3 separate regions of the Sus scrofa genome follow, and regions 2 and 3 are each linked to region 1. Evidence: chromatin contacts called from public Hi-C data. All regions are on one chromosome and are shown on one strand. The core of a region is the stretch at or near the end of the contact, and the rest is flanking DNA. Distances in the headings are between cores, read along the strand shown.

Region 1 (2,839 bases), core at 245-2,744:
TATACTTTTTCAGGTTCTTTTCCTTTATAGGTTATTACAAGATATTGAATATAGTTGCCTGTGCTATACAATAAACCCCGGTTGTTTATCTGTTTTATATATGGTTGCATGTATCTGTTAATCCCAAACTCCTAATCTATCCCTCTCTCCTCTCCTCTTTTTTTTTTTTTTTTTTGTCTTTTTGCTATTTCTTTGGGCCGCTCCCGTGGCATATGGAGGTTCCCAGGCTAGGGGTCTAATCGGAGCTGTAGCCACCGGCCTACGCCAGAGCCACAGCAACTCGGGATCCGAGCCGCGTCTGCAACCTACCCATAGCTCACGGCAACGCCGGATCGTTAACCCACTGAGCAAGGGCAGGGACCGAACCCGCAACCTCATGGTTCCTAGTCGGATTCGTTAACCACTGCGCCACAACGGGAACTCCCCCTCTCCTCTTTGATAACCATAAGTTTGTTTTCTATGTCTGTGAGTCCATTTCTGCTTTGTAGATAGGTGTATCTGCATCATTTTTTAGATTCCGCATGTAAGTGATTTCATATGATATTTGTCTTTCTCTGACTAACTTTTATGGTAATCTCTAAGTCCATCTATGTGGCTGCAGATGGCACAGTTTCATTCTTTTTTATGACTGAATAAATATTCTTTTAAATAAAAGATGTATTTGTGCAGATATAATCACTCACAGAGCATTTCCGGCTGTTGTTTCAGTCTCAAATCTGAATGACCTCGGGGTCAATAAAAGGGTAACATTTAACCATTGAGTGAGAGTGTTCTCATTTAAGCTGATGGTTTTAAACCTCGGCTTGCTGAAAATACAGGAAAGATGAAGTATGAAGAATATGTACATCTAGGCGCGCCTGTTTCTTTGGTGTCTTATGTGTGTAACTAAGAAGCAGGAACTCAGATGAGTGAATTGCAGTCTTGATGGCATGCTTTGAGAAAACCAAAACGGCATTTCTCTTTTGTCAGGACCACACGTAGGCAAATTAATTGCCCAATTAAGGAAAGGTTGATTGAAGGTGAGGAAGGTTGCACTGTTCCTGACCTTATTGCTCAAGAAGTTTGTTTAACAGGCTTCATGGTAGCAGGCGGGGCTGGGGGGCAAGGGACTGACTCTAGGTATTACTGGGCAGCTGCCAAAGACAGCTAATACAATAAAATAGCTCAAGTGCCTAATGCCATGAGGTACAAGACGGACGTGTTGGGGCTCATGGTTTTAGTACAGCAAACTAATTACCATATACGTAATTTCTAGTTTTATGTCAGGGACCGTTTATGCAGCATCTAGTGCTTTTCCAGATTATCTCACCCTGGAATCTGCACATTAATAGAGGTGATATTTTATTACAAAAAAAGATTGAATCTGACGATGATCTCAGACACTGGAGGAAACAGCTGTCCCACTGTACATGTGATTTTTCATCCTTCTTAGGAACTGGTCTTCTTCCACTTCCTCTGCCATTCATTTCTACCCATGAGCTTTGGCCCTGCTGACCCTGCTTACGTGGCTCAGCCGCCCACAGCTCTGACGTCATGGCAAAACATTCTATGCCCTCTGCCAGGAGCCTGTGCCAAGGGCACACTTCCCTGGTGAGAATCCACCCTGCTTTGACTCTTGAGGGCAGCAGTCTCTGCCAACTGCTACTCTTGTGAAAAGAACTCCTTTTTAGAGCACGTAGTTTGCTTGGCTTTTCTACAGTGATCTAGTCACAAACTCTCTGTGACAGCTCCACCTTGAGTACCCCCTTTGGGGATTCAGAAGAGCGAGGGTTGCATTTGGATTCGAACTACAACATTCTTTGAGCTTTTATACTGGCCTCCAGTCTGGTATAAACAGTGATTTTGTGCTGGCTGAGTAGGGTTTTCTCACCTGTTTTGGCTGCAAACTCAGGGGAAACATGGACTCTGGGCCCACAAGCAAGATCACCATCATGACAGTTGGTAACCAGGATTCTGGGCTTACTTGCAAAGCCATTTATCATGTGCTGAACGGTTTCTTCCTCACAATCATTCTATGAGATGGCTATGATTATTCCCATTTTGTGGTCAAGGAAACTGAGACTGAGCAAGATTAACCTACTCAAAGTCACTTGTATATGGTAGAGGCAGGATTCCAACCAAGTTAGTTTGAGTCCAAAGCCACGTTCATACCTCCTCATACGTTCTCCTAGACAAGCCATTTGTCCTTGGGTCATGCGGGGAATCCTGGAAGATCAGGTATCGCATGTGCTCACACACATAGTCCAGCTTTACTCCCGATCAGATGTGGGATTAGTGCTTGTGGAGCTCACTGAGAGGTGTCTCTGCTCTGCTTAGGGTGCCACGTCTCTCCAATAGACAGCCCTCTCTTGATGTCTCACCTGTGATGGGTGGCACTAATGAGGAGTCTTCATCAGGCTAATTGCCCACTGCAAGAAAGGATATTGCCTCTACCCCATCCACCTAAGGACCACTCTCCAAAAGGGAGGTCAAGACATTTCCCTAAAGGGCAGGGCCTGCTGGATGCCTTTTTGGACGGAGTGGAAGACATGTTTCCCATCTCAGTCTCATCTTATGTGGGAGTCTGATTTAAGGCTTTGCTTGCAGGCAGTGCTGTAGTTCTGGTGTGTGGGTGAAACTGCCTTAAGAGGACAGCTTCCTTTGTCCATGGATGCTTCCCTTCACCCACTTGATATATAAGATGGAATCTCTTTTCCAGATTCCTCTCTATAGTAAGTAAGGTTCTAGTCTAGATATAATTAATTAATTAATTAATTTTTAAGAAAAAGTTCTAAGTCAATAGACTTTTTATTGTATCTTAAAACATCTCAAATGAGTCTGAAGAATCATCTGGCATTTT
Region 2 (2,839 bases), core at 220-2,719, 120 kb after region 1:
TACCTGAATGGAGCCCAAGGGCATCATGCTAAGTGAAATGTCAAACAGAGAAAGACAAATAACACATGATCTCTCTTTCTGTAGAATATAATAATAAATAGCTCTTGGACACAGTGAAGAGACTGGTTGTTGCCAGAGGCAGGGGGTGGGCATGGAGTGAGGGGAGAAATGGGTGAATTGCTTTTGGTTTTAATTTTTAGTTCAAATAAATTGAATAATTGAGAAAAAAAGAGAAAAAAGGGAATAGTGTTTCTTTTTGAGATGAAAATATTCTGTAATTTCTGGCAATAGTTACATAATTTTGTGATGATATTAAAAACCATTGAATCTTATGCTTTAAATGGGGCAGTTTTATGATGTATTAATTTTATCTCAAAATAAACTTGAATTTAAAAAGAAGTGTATCTCAGGAGTTCCCGTTGTGGTTCAGTGGGTTAAGAACGCAACATAGCCTTCATGAAGATGGGGTTCGATCCCTGGCCCCACTCAGTGGGTTAAGGTCCAGCGTTGCTGCAAGCTGCAGCATAGGTTGCAGATGCAGCTCAGATCTGGCATTGCAGTGGTTGTGATGTAGGCTGGCAGCTGCAGCTCCAATTCAACCCCTAGCCCGGGAACTTCCATATGCCACAAGTATGGCCATAAAGAGAAAAAAAAAAAGAAAAGAAAGAGAAAATTTTAAAAAGTATATCTCAGAAAAGAATTGTGGGTATGGCTATTGGCTTGTGAAATTGACTGGCATCAAATGAGACTATGACTAAATTTTCAGAAGGTTGAACATGCTTAAGGGACCACTAGCCTAGAAAAGAAAAATTGTCTGCTTAGGCCCCAACTTCTATGAGTAGAGAGTGGGCAAGAGAAACTGCCCAACACCTAAGGAAAGTATATTCACTAATTTCTACTTTTGAGAAGGTAACTATGATAAAAGGAGGACTCTTACTGAGGTTTCATTCAAGGACTACGAAGGCAAGTGGATCGAAGGGTCCCACATGGGGCACAGAATTGGAGCCTAATTAAATAATTTATCCCATCCCAGGGTAAGTTGGCCAAGCAGGACTTTAGAATGGCTACAGACCTGGACTTCCAGGAGTATTTAGTGCATTTATCCTGCCTCTGATCCCCAGGAAGAATATATTGAGGGCTGATAACATCTTTTTAGTTTATAGGACTTGGAGCAAAAAGAATCGCATCCAGAGCTAAGGAGACATAATGGGACATCAGCCCCAGTGAAGAGTCTACTATACATCTTCCCAAAGTCCTGGACTTGAAGCTGGATGGCTCCAGTGAGACTTTTGGCCTGTCTACCTCAGGATCACCTGAGCGATTCCCCTCAGTGTGGTACCTGGCATGCGGTAAGCACTAACGGATGGCAGTTTACATTTTATTACGAAAGATGTCACCTAGGTGTAGGCAGGTAAAGGAACTTGCTAGAGATGAAAGAGCTAGCAATGGCAAATCAGATCTTGAACCTAACTCTGCACAAATACAAAGTCATGCTTTTTCCCTAGACCAGGAGAGCTTTCCGTAAACAGCGTGGCATAGTGACAAGAAGTCTGAAGCAATTCCTGGCATTGTTGATTATTAACTTTTCTTCAATAAATATTGCATTAAAGTCTGTGATGGTGGTTTTTTTTTTTCTTTTGTCTTTTCCTGCACCACGGCATGTGGAAGTTCCTGGGCCTGGGATCAAACCCATGCCATAGCAGCATCCCAAGCCACAGCCACACCACCAGATCCCTAATCCACTGAGTCATGGGGGAACTCCGGTAGTAACACCTGTGGTTGCCTTTTAAGTTTATTACTTCTTGCATGTTGTGTGTGTGGTGTGTGTGTGTGTGTGTGTGTGTGTGTGTGTTTGAGAAGAAAGAGTCCTTGTTTCATTAGCCTCTCCCCCACAAGCAAGAAGGAATGTTCTCCTGCTTGCTTCATTGCCTCCAACAGAGGCAGTAAGTACTAGCCATTTCTTTTTGGAGCAGTTTATGAGAGAAGAATGTTTTCAAATTTATGAGGCTCTCATGCATTTTGAGAAGAGATTTTCATATTTCACATAGTTCCTTCTTTGTGTCTTGCTATTTTAGGGATCAGTTTAAAAATACAACTCCACTCTCCGGAGCAGAAGGGTTGTGAACCATGAGTTCCACATCTCTTGAGACTTTGAGTCACTTTAATGGTGAAATACAAAGGAAATTAAAAAGAAACATAGCTTCGTTTTGGCTTGGAACTTAGGTGACTCCATGATAGGTTAAAATAGATTGGAGATACTGGAAGAAAACACATATTTGGCAAAACTTAAAGGGTGCTTTTCCCCCCTCAGGAAAAATAAACTGTTGCTTGCCAGAAGAGTGTCCCTAACGTAGGCATCATCAAGATATTTGGTTCCTTTTAGTACCTATTTAGACCAGGTATCTCGATTTTTAAAACTATAGTAATGTGTGGTTTTGCCACATTTTCAGTGAGCATATTTGGAAGTTCAAAGTTCAATACACGTAGGGCCTAGGCATAATTCCCCAACTCTCTGAGAAACAGATGATTCAGTACCTTGGTTTATGATCACTTGTCCTTTCAAAAAGATAGACCTTCAGAACTAGAGCGCGCCAAAGGTCCACAGGTTTTAAAGGTTTCTTACCCTGCCCACTTAGAAGGACCACACCTTCAGCACCCTGAAGGCACTTCTTGGCGAGGACATCACTGTTGAGGGGGGCAGGAAATGGATTATTTGACATGGTCTCTTGTCCACATGGATTTCTTCACCGGCTCTGTCTTAGAGATGCCTGGAGGGAGGACTTAAGCATCACCCCAGCAACACATGCACCGTCAAGGAGACTTGACCTCTGTGTGACCT
Region 3 (2,839 bases), core at 164-2,663, 67 kb after region 1:
TATATTTTTAGGTGATTTTTCTGTTTTGTCCTTTTGTCTTTTTTAGGGCCACCCTCATGGCACATGGAAGTTCCTGGGCTAAAGGTTGAATGGGAGCTACAGCTGCCAGCCTAAGTCACGGCCACAGCACCGCAGGATCCAAGCCGCGTCTGCAACCTACACCACAGCTCATGACAATGCCGGATCCTTAACCCACTGAGCAAGGCCAGGGATCGAACCCAGGTCCTCATGGACACTAGTCGGGTTCTTAACACACTAATCCACAGCGGGAACTCCCTCTGATGCTTTTTTGAATGAAGCTATATTTCACAGTAAGCCATTTTTTAGTGAAAGATATATATCCTCAACGCCAGCTGTCTTTATCTACCTTTTTTATCTTTCATCCAAGGGGTTTGGCTTCTACCTGGTGTGACTTCTTCAGGCTAACATTATTTCACCATGTTAAACCAAAGCCAGGCAATATCCGTGCTGTCTTCCCCAGAGGCCACCCCCTAGGAGGGGCAGCACAACCTGAGGTTTATTTCTTGCAGCCTCTGCCTTTGCCTAGGACCAGTCCAGTGACCGTCAGAGATGAAAAGGATGCGAAGAAAACCTTGGTCTTCTGAAACCCAGAGCCTGGAGCAACCAGACCAGCTAACACCAGAAGAAGGAACATCAGGCCATGCAAAACTGAGATGAGATAAGGAAGCCAGAGAAGAAGAAAAAAAAAAAAAAAAAAAAAAAAAGCAAAAAAGCCATTATTGGGTGGAATTAGCCAGAGGAAACTTGAAGCAGAGGCCTGAGACTCAGCATTGCAGGGTCTGGGCAGGAGATGACATAATGAAAGCAATGTCTTTGGAGGCCCGTATGGCCTTGGCTCTGCTCTGGCCCTGACCATTGTACCTCTTCCCACAGAACGGAGGTTCCCAGATCTGGCTGGCGAGAGACAAGAGAGAACAGCCTTCCCTTTCACACCGGCAGCCCAAGGAAAGGAGGGTGCTGGGTTTTCCAAAGTGAAACTGACTCAGATTTAGTGTTGCTGTTAAATAAAAGACTGTCTGTCATCAGGTTAATTTTAAGACACCAACTCAAGTCTACCACCTCTTTATCCAGAAGCCTCCCTGCTTGCCTACCTCGTGGTAGGGAAATGCTTTCCAAAGAGAATTTCCATTATTTTTAAATGAAGGGGAAAGCCTGAACGTTTTCAAATAAACTAAACCAAACACCAATAAACCTCCTGCTATGGCAGATCTAAGTTCCCAGCCTGCCAGCACTCCCCAGACTTGGTGGCAGAGAAGTGGTAGAGGAGTGGCACCAGATCCGAGTACCACGGGGTCCCGGGGGCACCCAGCCGGCTCCAACACTGCCACGGGAGGGGGGAGGAGGAGGCCCTGCAAGATTGCCGGCTCTCTGCTGCAGCACGTCTGCAGGAGGAGAATAATGCAGGTGACCGACAAGCCACTGCAGTGAGTAATCCCTGAAAAGAATGGGAATATACACGGTGTCAAGTGCTTCCCCCTTCTGCCTCTTCTTTCCCCTTTCTGCAGCAAGGCTTCATAGGTTTTCCCCCAAAATCTTCACTGCCTCTCTCACTGAAAAAGTTTCCAAGACAAATTGCCCACCCTTCAATTTCCAGGTACGGCTGAATTTGATTTTTGCCTGTTTCAACCTAAGCTCCCTGGGCTCTTCCAAACGGTCTTTCCAAGAGGAGGTGAGGTCAAGTTAAGACCAGGGTATTCTGCGAAGAGAAGCTGAAAAACAAGTACCACTGGGAATCCACTCTCCCCTCCTCTCAGCCAAGGCCTTTCTGCCTGCTCACAGACCTCGTCCTCATGGCTCTGCCGATACTCTGATTTTTTAAACTGAGTTTTCTGACTCTGACGCACTGATGATTTTTCTGTAGCACAGACTGTGTCGCTAAGCTCATCCTGCATCCAGAGTGATGGAGTCCTGCTCTCACTCCCTTTGGTCATTCTTCTACGTACCTGCCCGGGCGTCAGCAACTCAGAGAAAACCTCTATAAACCCCATGTGCATCGTCCATTGAGGAACTAGGGAGGAGCTGGGCTGTAGGGAAATCTAGCTTAGTAAGAACGAAATATTCAAAGAAACCTCTGAATTCTCCTTAGGGTGTTTCAAACTTTTTCTTCTCTTTCGCCTTTCAATCTTTTCTTTGCATTTCTGCAAACTTTTCTTGTTTTAAAGCAAAATAAACTAACCTTTTTATTACTGGAAAAGTCCACTTAAAATAACTAGGTCAGCTTATCACAAGTTTCTGTTATCTCACCAATGAAAAAACGCAACTGCGTGTTCAAAAGCACTGAACTCTGGCAAAGACTTCTTTATTGACTTAAAAATTGGCTATTGGAGGTGGTGCCTTTGACGTGTGGTCTCAGGATGATAAAAGGATTATTTAAAAAGCGTTTTCACTAGGTCAGTCTGTACCCATAAAGCAGAATTCAATCAACTCTTAAAGGAGCCAATTGTTCTGCACACAAACAAAACAAAACAAAACAAAAATCTACGGTGGCTATTGTGCTGACCTTCAATAAACAAAGCCTTCAAAAGGATGTAGGCGTTATGCTGAGGTAGTGTGAAGGGAGGCAAGCAATATAGAGCAGTTATTTAAAACCAAAAATAAATCGACAACAACAATCCAGTTAAGGATGGGTTGTACAAGGAAAGATAATCTTCCTATTTTAATCTCTACCAATCAGGTTCTTACTAGATTACTGTGCTTCACTTGAGGATGTATAACACAAAAGCGATGAGTGCCTGAACTTAAATAACCTTTCTGAGTTATTTCCCTGGAAGTCTAACATTCTAAAAAGGGGAAGGCGAAAAGGGTGAAAGAAGCATGT

What was found. Hi-C and Micro-C count contacts between places; a contact is called where the count stands out from the background.
Region 2: a contact with region 1 is called in a Hi-C map of liver, with 4 times the contacts expected there. The contact joins two enhancer-like sites. A contact is called at or near these places in 1 of 5 promoter capture datasets (liver), 24 of 47 Hi-C or Micro-C datasets (adipocytes, alveolar macrophages, blood and 13 more) and 1 of 2 datasets of contacts at active chromatin or transcription factors (skeletal muscle).
Region 3: a contact with region 1 is called in a Hi-C map of liver, with 7 times the contacts expected there. The contact joins two enhancer-like sites. A contact is called at or near these places in 1 of 5 promoter capture datasets (liver), 4 of 47 Hi-C or Micro-C datasets (fibroblasts and liver) and 1 of 2 datasets of contacts at active chromatin or transcription factors (skeletal muscle).

What each region holds. Positions count from the first base shown.
Region 1 is chr5:76,984,102-76,986,940 of Sscrofa11.1, forward strand. All of the region lies in intron 2 of LOC106510388 (a long non-coding RNA gene), which reads left to right. It also overlaps the pseudogene LOC110260813. Among named protein-coding and RNA genes, the nearest start is that of SLC38A1, 91 kb to the right of the region's middle. Within about 2 kb of position 1,495, at least 25 of the 83 cell types and tissues checked have an H3K27ac peak or open chromatin away from gene starts, as enhancers often do. A contact at or near this core is called in liver, where this site is marked.
Region 2 is chr5:77,107,447-77,110,285 of Sscrofa11.1, forward strand. No RefSeq gene overlaps it. Among named protein-coding and RNA genes, the nearest start is that of SLC38A2, 17 kb to the right of the region's middle. Within about 2 kb of position 1,470, at least 3 of the 83 cell types and tissues checked have an H3K27ac peak or open chromatin away from gene starts, as enhancers often do. A contact at or near this core is called in liver, where this site is marked.
Region 3 is chr5:77,050,863-77,053,701 of Sscrofa11.1, forward strand. All of the region lies in intron 3 of SLC38A1 (sodium-coupled neutral amino acid transporter 1), which reads right to left. Among named protein-coding and RNA genes, the nearest start is that of SLC38A1, 24 kb to the right of the region's middle. Within about 2 kb of position 1,414, at least 16 of the 83 cell types and tissues checked have an H3K27ac peak or open chromatin away from gene starts, as enhancers often do. A contact at or near this core is called in liver, where this site is marked.